3 separate regions of the Ovis aries genome follow, and regions 1 and 3 are each linked to region 2. The links are chromatin contacts, called in public Hi-C maps. All regions are on one chromosome and are shown on one strand. Each heading gives the region's core, a stretch centred on a gene start, on an enhancer-like site or on the middle of the called end of the contact. The rest is flanking DNA. Distances are from core to core; before and after follow the strand shown.

The links. A called contact is a pair of places that touch in the nucleus more often than the background predicts.
Region 1: a Hi-C map of tail adipose tissue shows a contact between it and region 2, with 2.5 times the contacts expected there. The contact joins the enhancer-like site here to the promoter of MED13L in region 2. A contact is called at or near these places in 2 of 16 Hi-C or Micro-C datasets (hypothalamus and tail adipose tissue).
Region 3: a contact with region 2 is called in a Hi-C map of mesenteric adipose tissue, with 2.9 times the contacts expected there. The contact joins the enhancer-like site here to the promoter of MED13L in region 2. A contact is called at or near these places in 3 of 16 Hi-C or Micro-C datasets (mesenteric adipose tissue, omental adipose tissue and skin fibroblasts).

Annotation. Positions count from the first base shown.
Region 1 is chr17:58,577,213-58,580,229 of ARS-UI_Ramb_v3.0, forward strand. The region is part of intron 5 of LOC121816951 (a long non-coding RNA gene); the gene reads left to right. Among named protein-coding and RNA genes, the nearest start is that of TRNAS-GGA, 6.6 kb to the left of the region's middle. Within about 2 kb of position 1,744, at least 11 of the 54 cell types and tissues checked have an H3K27ac peak or open chromatin away from gene starts, as enhancers often do. A contact at or near this core is called in tail adipose tissue, where this site is marked.
Region 2 is chr17:58,647,539-58,650,331 of ARS-UI_Ramb_v3.0, forward strand. MED13L (mediator complex subunit 13L) reads left to right here and starts at 1,455. Exons shown (of 31, transcript XM_015101660.4): 1 at 1,455-1,718. The coding sequence starts at 1,647.
Region 3 is chr17:58,751,939-58,754,752 of ARS-UI_Ramb_v3.0, forward strand. The region is part of intron 2 of MED13L (mediator complex subunit 13L); the gene reads left to right. Among named protein-coding and RNA genes, the nearest start is that of TRNAC-ACA, 100 kb to the left of the region's middle. Within about 2 kb of position 1,368, at least 4 of the 54 cell types and tissues checked have an H3K27ac peak or open chromatin away from gene starts, as enhancers often do.

The DNA.
Region 1 (3,017 bases), core at 494-2,993, 70 kb before region 2:
CATGTCCGACTCTTAGTGATCCCATGGACTGCAGCCTAACAGGCTCCTCCGTCCATGGGATTTTATGTCATCAAACCAACCCTACCGCCCTCCCCCCAGCTAAGCAGAAGGAACCAGGAAGAAACCACACAGGAAGGGGACTAATCTAGCCCTAAACCATCCTTGAGATGTAAGAGTAAGCCTTACCCGGTGATTGGGTATCTAAGTGAGGATTCTTTTTACCAGGTTAACAGACACTCAACCTGATCTGACTTATACCAAAAGGAAAATATATTGGTTCCATTAACTAAAATTTCCCATTTCTAGTTTCAGGCACAGCTGGATCCAGGTGTTCAAACAACATTATCAGAAATCTCTCTCTCTCTTTTAGCTCTCTCTTTTTTTTTTTATGGTATTGACTTCCTTGTTGAATAGCTTCTTTCCTTATAAAGGCAAAGATGGTCACCATCAACTCCATGCTTGCTTTTTGTCAGTTTAGCGATCTCAGTGCAAAAAGAGAGCACCTATTGTCACAAAGTTCCTATCAAAGTCCCTGGATTGACCATCACTGGACCACACGCACATGACATGCTCAATCCTGATCCCTGTGTAGCCAGGAGAATGAGACATGCAGGTCAGCCAGGCCTGGGACACATTCCGGTCTCTACAGTTGGGGAGTGGGGCTCCCTCTTAATCCAAACAAAGACTCACAGCAGTGATGGGATGATTCCCCCAAGGTGGGGGTAGGGGGAAATGGATGCTATTCCCAGGAGATAAAATGGTATCTGGACAAACCAAACAACACAGAGTGCCTCCCCCAACTCCCATGAAACGTTTCAGCTGTGTTCCATCTCTGCCTGTGCCAATTTGGGGAGGAGGGGTTCCTGTGGTGAGAGATGTTGGAAAAATTCCTAGTGGCTCTAGGAGACCAAATAGACAGCGTCATAGGAACTGCCAGACATTTCAAGGACAGTTGTTTGGGAAAAACAAGCTTTCAGGGTGTGTGAAGCTAGCAGTTATACCTATTTTGTTATTCTCTACATAAGTTTTCTCCCTCCTTTCTAACAGACTTCAACTCTTCAGAGGTATTGAAATTGGGAACCTCGCATTGAGGGGCCAACTGCTAGAAGCTCACAAGTCAGGGAACTTGCTTCTGTCTTTGCCCTGAACCTGGCAAAGAGAGGTAGGGGAAGTTAGGGAGGCCCCAACCTCCTATGCCTGCATTTCTTGAGCCTTGGCGTCAAGATTGCAGCCAAAGATTTCCACTGAGCTGGCTCACAGACTTTGGGTCAGGCTGGGGCTTCTCAGACACCACTAAGCTGCAGAGGTTCGTAAAGTCCCCATGGCTCATTTGGAATTCACAGCTTTCCCTCATGTCACTTTTGTTCAAAACACCAGTCAACCCTAAGTAAAGGGACACAGCCACCACACAGAACAAAATGCTCTTCAGTCCTGAGCCCTTCAGCTCTGGCTAGTACACGAACACTTTTCTCCTAACACAGGAAATTCAGGAAAACAGGACCAGCTGATTTTTTTTAAGGGGCTCACATATACAAATAGTAATAATAATAAAAACTTTGCAACTTGCCGGGAAACTTGCCCACGGCACTTCTGGCCACTTTTGGGCTGGGTCTTTGTGACGTCACAGGAGCAATCCGCCAATGGTCGGGTGGCTCCAACTTCCTAATCTGCATATTGGTTCGCATTGGTTCAAATTTCAGGACGGTCCTATTGTGGTGGTTTCTCTATATTCAAGGTTACCCACGTCAGACAGAGGACAAACTCCACTTCTGGTCTCCCTGCCTGGCTAGATTTAAGGATTGGAATCAAGGCAGTCAGTCCCTTCTGGGAAAGCGACCTTATAGAGGTTATGAAATCCAGCGGGGCATGGAAGGAGAAAGCGTTGGCAATCTAGAAGGGATGGAGGCAGGAGTTGGCTCCGTGACCTGTGCTTTCCTTTCTTGACCCTACCAGTACTCCTCCTGCATTTCCCAAGTGATTTAATTATCTATTCTTTGTCTCAGAGACGGTTAGCCCTGAAATTTGGATGAGGAGAAATCAGACGCAGGTTACTTAAATTATTGTGCTTGATTTTTATCTTGCTGACTGGTAGCTCAGGCATGTGAATTGAACATGCAAATGTGAGCACAACAACATGCATAATTTAAGATCCTCAAATTAACAAGAGGGAAACAATTGAGTAATCTTACTGCTTTCTCTGAAGCCCAGTTCTCTGAGAATGTTCTTAACTACCCCCCCTCCCCTTAGCTGTCTGAAGGGAGGACTTGGAAAACAGAAGGAATCTGAAGCAGAAGGGTGTATGTAGCTACTAGTGGAAAGGAAAAAGTAGGAAGACTGATGTTAAAATATGGTCATATTTCATTTAGGTATCATTTAATTTGGGTCTGGTGTAAATAACCTCAAACAAGTTTCTCTTTACTTTGTGCTATCTATAAATATGGCATCTATTAGACTTCTGGTTCTCAACCACTAAGGTTTTAATTCAACAGATCTGGGCAGAAATAAAAACTTTTAAACAGGTGTTTTCTGACAGAAGAGGACTACCCTTGAGAAGCTCTGCCTTAATTTTTGAAATATTTACCCCAATGATCTTCACAAACTATTGAAATATCTCAGCAACTGAAATATTTTATTTTATTTATTTTTCACTGTACCACATAGCATATGGGATCTTTGTTCTCTGATCAGAGATCGAACCCACATCTCCTGCACTGGAAGCGCAGAGTCTTAACCAACTGGTCCGCCAGGGAAGTCCCTGAAATATTTTAGCATGCAAACTTTATCTCTCCATTTGCCTGTCATACCCAAAAGCAGAAGCCCCTAGTCCAGACATTCACAGATCTAAACTCGAAAGTGGAGCCACCCTAACTACAGAGAGGTGAAGCAACCACGATAATGTGCCTTGAGGACCTCTTACCACAGGACTCATAGTTGATTGAGACCCCCAGTGCGGGCTCTGATATCCCCAGGGCTGCTGCTCCCAGCCAGTGAATGAGCACAGCAGCTGCGATCCATGG
Region 2 (2,793 bases), core at 205-2,704:
GGCTTGTTAATGAAGAAGTTATCTCCTTCCCACCTTCGAGGGGAGCATGAGCTCTGAGGTCTGACAGAGAGCCTCCTCATACTGGCATTTCTCTGGACTCCCACACTGTTATGCTTGGGAAATGTTGGTTATTGACTGAATGGAGCCAGGCGGGAAGGTCTGCTCCAAATCCAGCCCAGTAGTGTCTGGTAGTTTAAAAAATACATATATTTATATCCTGGCACAAAGCAAGAGGTCAGAAAGCATTTCTGCAACGCATGCATGCATGCGCACAGCGCCTACGAGTAAGGGATTAAAAAGGCATTTCTGGATTCAGAGCATAGTGCGTGGTACACAGTAAGCACTTCCTGGCCTAGGCTTTAAAATCTTGATGCAAGAGCTCCGCTTCGCTGTGTGCCTGAATACAAGGGTTCGAATCCCATCCCCTCCTCTTCCTAGGTGAGCGACCTCGGGTAAGTGTCTTAACCTCTTTGTGCTTCAGTTTTCTCATCTGCAAAACGCGGACCACGGAGTGAGACCTCGAGGAGACACCCCGAAGCACTTGGATCTGCTGTCTGGCCCATGGCGGGCCTCTGCCACCCAGCCGGCAGGGGCGATCGAGGGCACAGGCAAGGAGCCCCAAGCCCTCCACAACCACTGCCACCGGCGTTCCCGTGGCTCGCGGTCGCGCCCAGCAAAGATTCGTGCACCCGAGGGGGCGGGGCGCGGGGCGGCCGGCTCAGCGGCTGACTGCCCGCCCGCCCGCCTCGGAGCCGCGCCGCCCGCACTTCTTTCTCTCCCTCTGTCTCCGTCTCCCTCCCTCTCTCCGCCGGAGAATCCAGCCGCTCTCGGCTCAGCAGCGCCGCCAGCGAACAGTCGCGGCCGCCGCTCCGGCCCCTCCCCCGCCTCCTCCAGTCCCCCCCCGTGCGGCCGGCGCCCGTCACGTGACAAGGCGCCAGCCAATGGCGGGCCGAGCCGCGGTCGGCGGCCGCCATTGCTGTCAGAGCGAGCGAGCCCAGGGAGGGAGGAGAAGCGAGGCTGACTGGGGAGGAGGGGGGGGTGGGGGAGGAAGAGGAAGGAGGGGACGTCGCTCGGCTGCCGGGGTCGCCCGCTGGCTTCGTCCGCACCCCCCCCTTCGCGAGTTCGCGCTCCGCGGCGGCGGCGGCTCCGAAGCGGCGGCGGCGACTCTAGGGCTCGCCTCCCCTCACGCGCCGGCGGGGGCTGAGGGGGAGTCGGTGGCTGGAGATAAACAAGGCGGCGGCGGCGGCGGCTGAGGAACAGGGAAGGCGGAGGCGGCGGTCGGCCCGCAGCGCCGGCCCGGGAGGCAGCGGCGGCCCTGAGAGGCGGGGAGGGCGCCGGGCCGCGCGGACAGCGCCCCCCGCCGCCGCGGGAGCAGCCGCCGCCGCGGGAGCAGCCGCCGCCGCCGCCCGAGCAGGAAGGAGCCGCGCGGCCGCCGCGGACCCCCCCGCCGGCCCGGGCCCGCCGCCCCCGGCGCGGCGTCGCCGCGGCGCCTCTCGCCCGCCCGCCGGCCCTCGCGCCCTCCCCCGGCGGCGGCGGCGGCCGGGCCGCCCCACGCTCCCCGGCGAGGCGCCGCCGCCCGGCCCGGCCTCGCCTCGGACGCCTCGCTCCGACATGCCCCGCTCTGGCGGCCGGGCTCGCGGAGGATCATGACTGCGGCAGCGAACTGGGTGGCGAACGGGGCGAGCCTGGAGGATTGTCACTCCAACCTCTTCTCGCTGGTGAGTAGCCGGGCTGCGGGGAGGGGGCTGTGCCGTGGGGTGGGGGGGGGTCGACCTCCGCCACCGACCAACTTTCTCCTCCCGCCGCCGGGACTTCGCCCCTCCCTCGCCTCTCCCCGCCGTTCGCCTCTTGCCGATTCTCCCCCTTTTGGATCGTCTCTCCTTCGCCTTGGATCCCATCCAGTGTTTATTTGGCTCTTTAAAAATCATTTGTGAGCGCGGCGCTCGGCGTGGAATTTGCATGTGGAAGTCTCAAAGCTGCGGATTCTGGGTCGCACTTCGAACGCCCACCCTCTGTTGCAGTCGCACTCCCCTTCCCCTCCCTTTCCCCCTCTTTTCCCCCCTTAAATGTGGAAGGCTTTTGCCTTGTGTTGCCCGCGCCTGCGATAAGCAGCTTTTTTTCCCCCTTGTGTCGGATCGGCTGCCCGCCCGCCCGCCCGCCTTTTGAATTTTTTAAAAAATTCCATAATGACACCTGCAATTTCGCCCGAAAACAGTTGATTGAATGCGATTGTGTCAGTAAAGGACTCTTGCACCCGAAGCTCCGGCGATTGTAAACATCGACAGCCGCCTGCCTCTCGGGGCTTACTACGCTGGAGAGCCTTAAAGCCATTGCACCGAGCCGACGGAAGGTGGAGAAAGCTTTTTTTCTTTCTCTCCTCCTGTGTCTTTTAAAAACTGTTTTCTCTCTGCTCACAACGAATCCACACACACACACACACACACACACACACACACAAAGCAACAAGCTGGGCGGTTTGATAACATCGCTTTTATCTGTCTTCGCCTCTCTCGCGCTCTCTCTCTGATAATTGACAACTTTTCCTTCGGATTTGAATCGCCTGCCTTAATCTTGAAGCAGTTAGGGTGTCAATTGTTCTCCTGGAAGCCTGGCATCCGACGACGGCGTCTAGATTCATCGAAATTAAAAATGTATAGGGTTCCAGAAACTCTTTCCTGGCGGTGGCAGTGACATTTGGTGGTAAATGCCATCTTTGCTTTTTTTTATTGGGTCGTATTACCTAGCTCTGAAAACATTCACGTTGTTAAACCTGGCGTTTAGACTAATAATTGC
Region 3 (2,814 bases), core at 118-2,617, 100 kb after region 2:
GTTTATAAGGAATTAAATATAAAAATTGAAGGTCAAGATAGGAAATTAGTCAAATTATATTACTTCCCTAATAGGGCTATTTGGAGATGTGATTTTATTAATTCTGAAAAAGATCTCATAGTTAATGTATATATAGTACTGACTCAGATCTTTTCAAAACATCGGTTAATTAACTTCTATGTTAGGTTGATACCTGTGATGACATTGAAACTTTCAGAATATCTTTGAGCCTTAATATATTAAGCATAAAGTTATGGCCCTTACCCTCAGTAGAAATTCATGGACAGATTTTATAAAAATAACCATGCACCTTACACCTCCACACATCTCTTCTGTTAACTCACACCCATGTGGATGTTTCCATAAAGCACTCAGTCTTGAAAGCATATTATTGTCCTTAAAAGAAGTGCTCACATGGGCATGCCCATTGTCAGTTTTATTGAGAACAGTAGAGTAAGGGTGAGATGGTTGGAACGTGTAGGGCGTAAGGGGAGACTTGGAGGAGTGGTTAGAAAAGTGAGTGAATCCACTGGAGCTAGGACCCTGTCATTTATGATATATTTGGTTTGTTAGCTTATATGCAGTTTTTTCTGACAATCCTTGCCTGACATCTCCAATTTGTGTAAACTGACCCAGAAGGAAATGGCAACTCACTCCAGTGTTCTTGCCTGGAGAATCCCAGGGACGGCGGAGCCTGGTGGGCTGCCATCTACGGGGTCGCACAGAGTCAGATACGACTGAAGCAACTTAGCAGCAGCAGCAGCATTGTGCTACTGCCGAAGTATTTTGCCTGTTTGTATTATAGTTGATTGTACCTGTCTCTCCTATAGCTTGGAAGGCTCTTTTTCAGGGAGGGACTGTCTTATTTGCCACTAATCCTCAGGATTTACCTCCTGGTGGATATTCAGTAAATATTTATTGAATGTAATTGCTTTATCCAGTTTCTGATTGATGTTTTTGGGAGCAGCAATGCATGTGGTTGTGTTAGTTTAATCTCAGCACAAAGCATTTGGGAGTTAAGTGCTGGGAAGTGTTTGAGCAGTAATAAATATTTTCAGCCGCCCCCCCCCCGCCCCCCCCGCCCCGATTTCTGACTGCACTCTGCTGAGGCCCTAGGTGCTTGCTTGGCACTGCCTCATGAGTTGCTGCTGGAGAGAGTCCGGTGTAGGTCTCCTTGTTGCCAGGATTCTGCTTTAAAAGTTTGCAAAAGAAGTATCTAGTTGAGTTTCTTCCTACCAGTGAGAACCACGGTCTAGGGGTGGTAGATGGCTGTCCAGCTCCACGTGAAGGAGTTGGAGAGTGGGCTCTCGGCTCCCGGCGCTCTTGCTCTGTGCTGTGTGTGCTGTGCCACAGTGCTTCTGGACAGCTGCTGTAACGCCTGCCAACCTTTAGAAGGGGAAGTGTGCCTCACTACTGTGATGCTTCCATGGTTCGTATTAACTGTGTGTATTGAACAAGTTTGTTTCATTCAGTAGCATTAAAATGTATGTTCACATACGTCATAACACTTTTTAAAAAGCTATTGTGTAAAAATTAGTTGTTACTTAAAAGTGTAAGCTAATGAATACTTAATTTGGGATTTATATATTCCTTTGTGAAAAATTTGAAATTTCCGTTAATTTCATTGTAATTTGACCTCATGATACATTGATGATTTGAATTGTAATGGAATCATTGGAAAACTTGGCTATAAAAATGGTGTAAATTTTTTCTTAGTTTATGTGTTTTTTGTTCCTGTGCAAGTAGTGAAGTAACGTTTATGGAGACGAAATCAGAGTCTGTGTAACTGACTCCATATGGCCAGAAGCATGTCGTGAGTCCTTAAATGGGACAAAGAGATGAAATTTTAATGAAATGTACAGTAATCGTTAGGACCACATTAGCTCTTTATTATTTCACGCTGACACTTTGAAATAAAGAACAGGATGTGGCACATTTATAATTCTTTCCTCTTGAGAACTGGTTAGCATAAAGTTCAAGATTTAATTTAAAAAGCAAGAGAAGCTGGTATTGTGGAATTAAATGTGTACATGCTGCACGTAAGATCTATAGATAACTTTACATATTTATATGTATTCACAAACACAATGCAACCTTTCTAATTCTTTCCAGACAGTTAAATAAACCTGTGTGCTCTTTTAATGTTATATCCTTTTTATAGATGTTAACCTTTCAAAACAAGATAGCATTGTTGGTTTAGTGCTTTTTTCCCTAATATCTCTGAAATTCAATTAAAATATAACTTTAAAGTATGTAAGAACATGGACTATAAGGTAAAATGATCAGATATGAATTATTGAACTTAAAAAAATTACCTGGTCACTTCCCAAGTCTAACTATATATTAAAAGTAATGAGAGGAAATTATATTGCGGTGTTACATAGATCTTAGTAGATTGAAAGTAAAGTAGATTTAAATCTGCCCCACTTTGTTTTCTGTCTGCTTGGTTAAAATGTACTCTGGTATTCTCTGGGCAGACAGCCAATACTAAAATAAACGCTTACCATTGAAACATTTTTTGTAATGTCTCTGTAAGCTTTGAGATTGGGACCTTCATTTGTTGGACATAAAAATCTCAGAGCCCCTATATTGACCCTGTTGTATTCAGTGATGCAGGAAAAAGAATTCATTTATTTGTTTTAAGAAGCTTAGCACTATAGACCTTCAATGCTTAATGTTGCCCTTCTTTTAAAACTTTAGAGAAAACTCAGTAAAGAAAATTATTTCCTAGAAAGTTGTGTTAGAGGAAGGTGAAACTGAATTTTTTTTTTGGTTTCCAAAGAGAAATGAGATGTTAAAGACTATTGTTTGGTG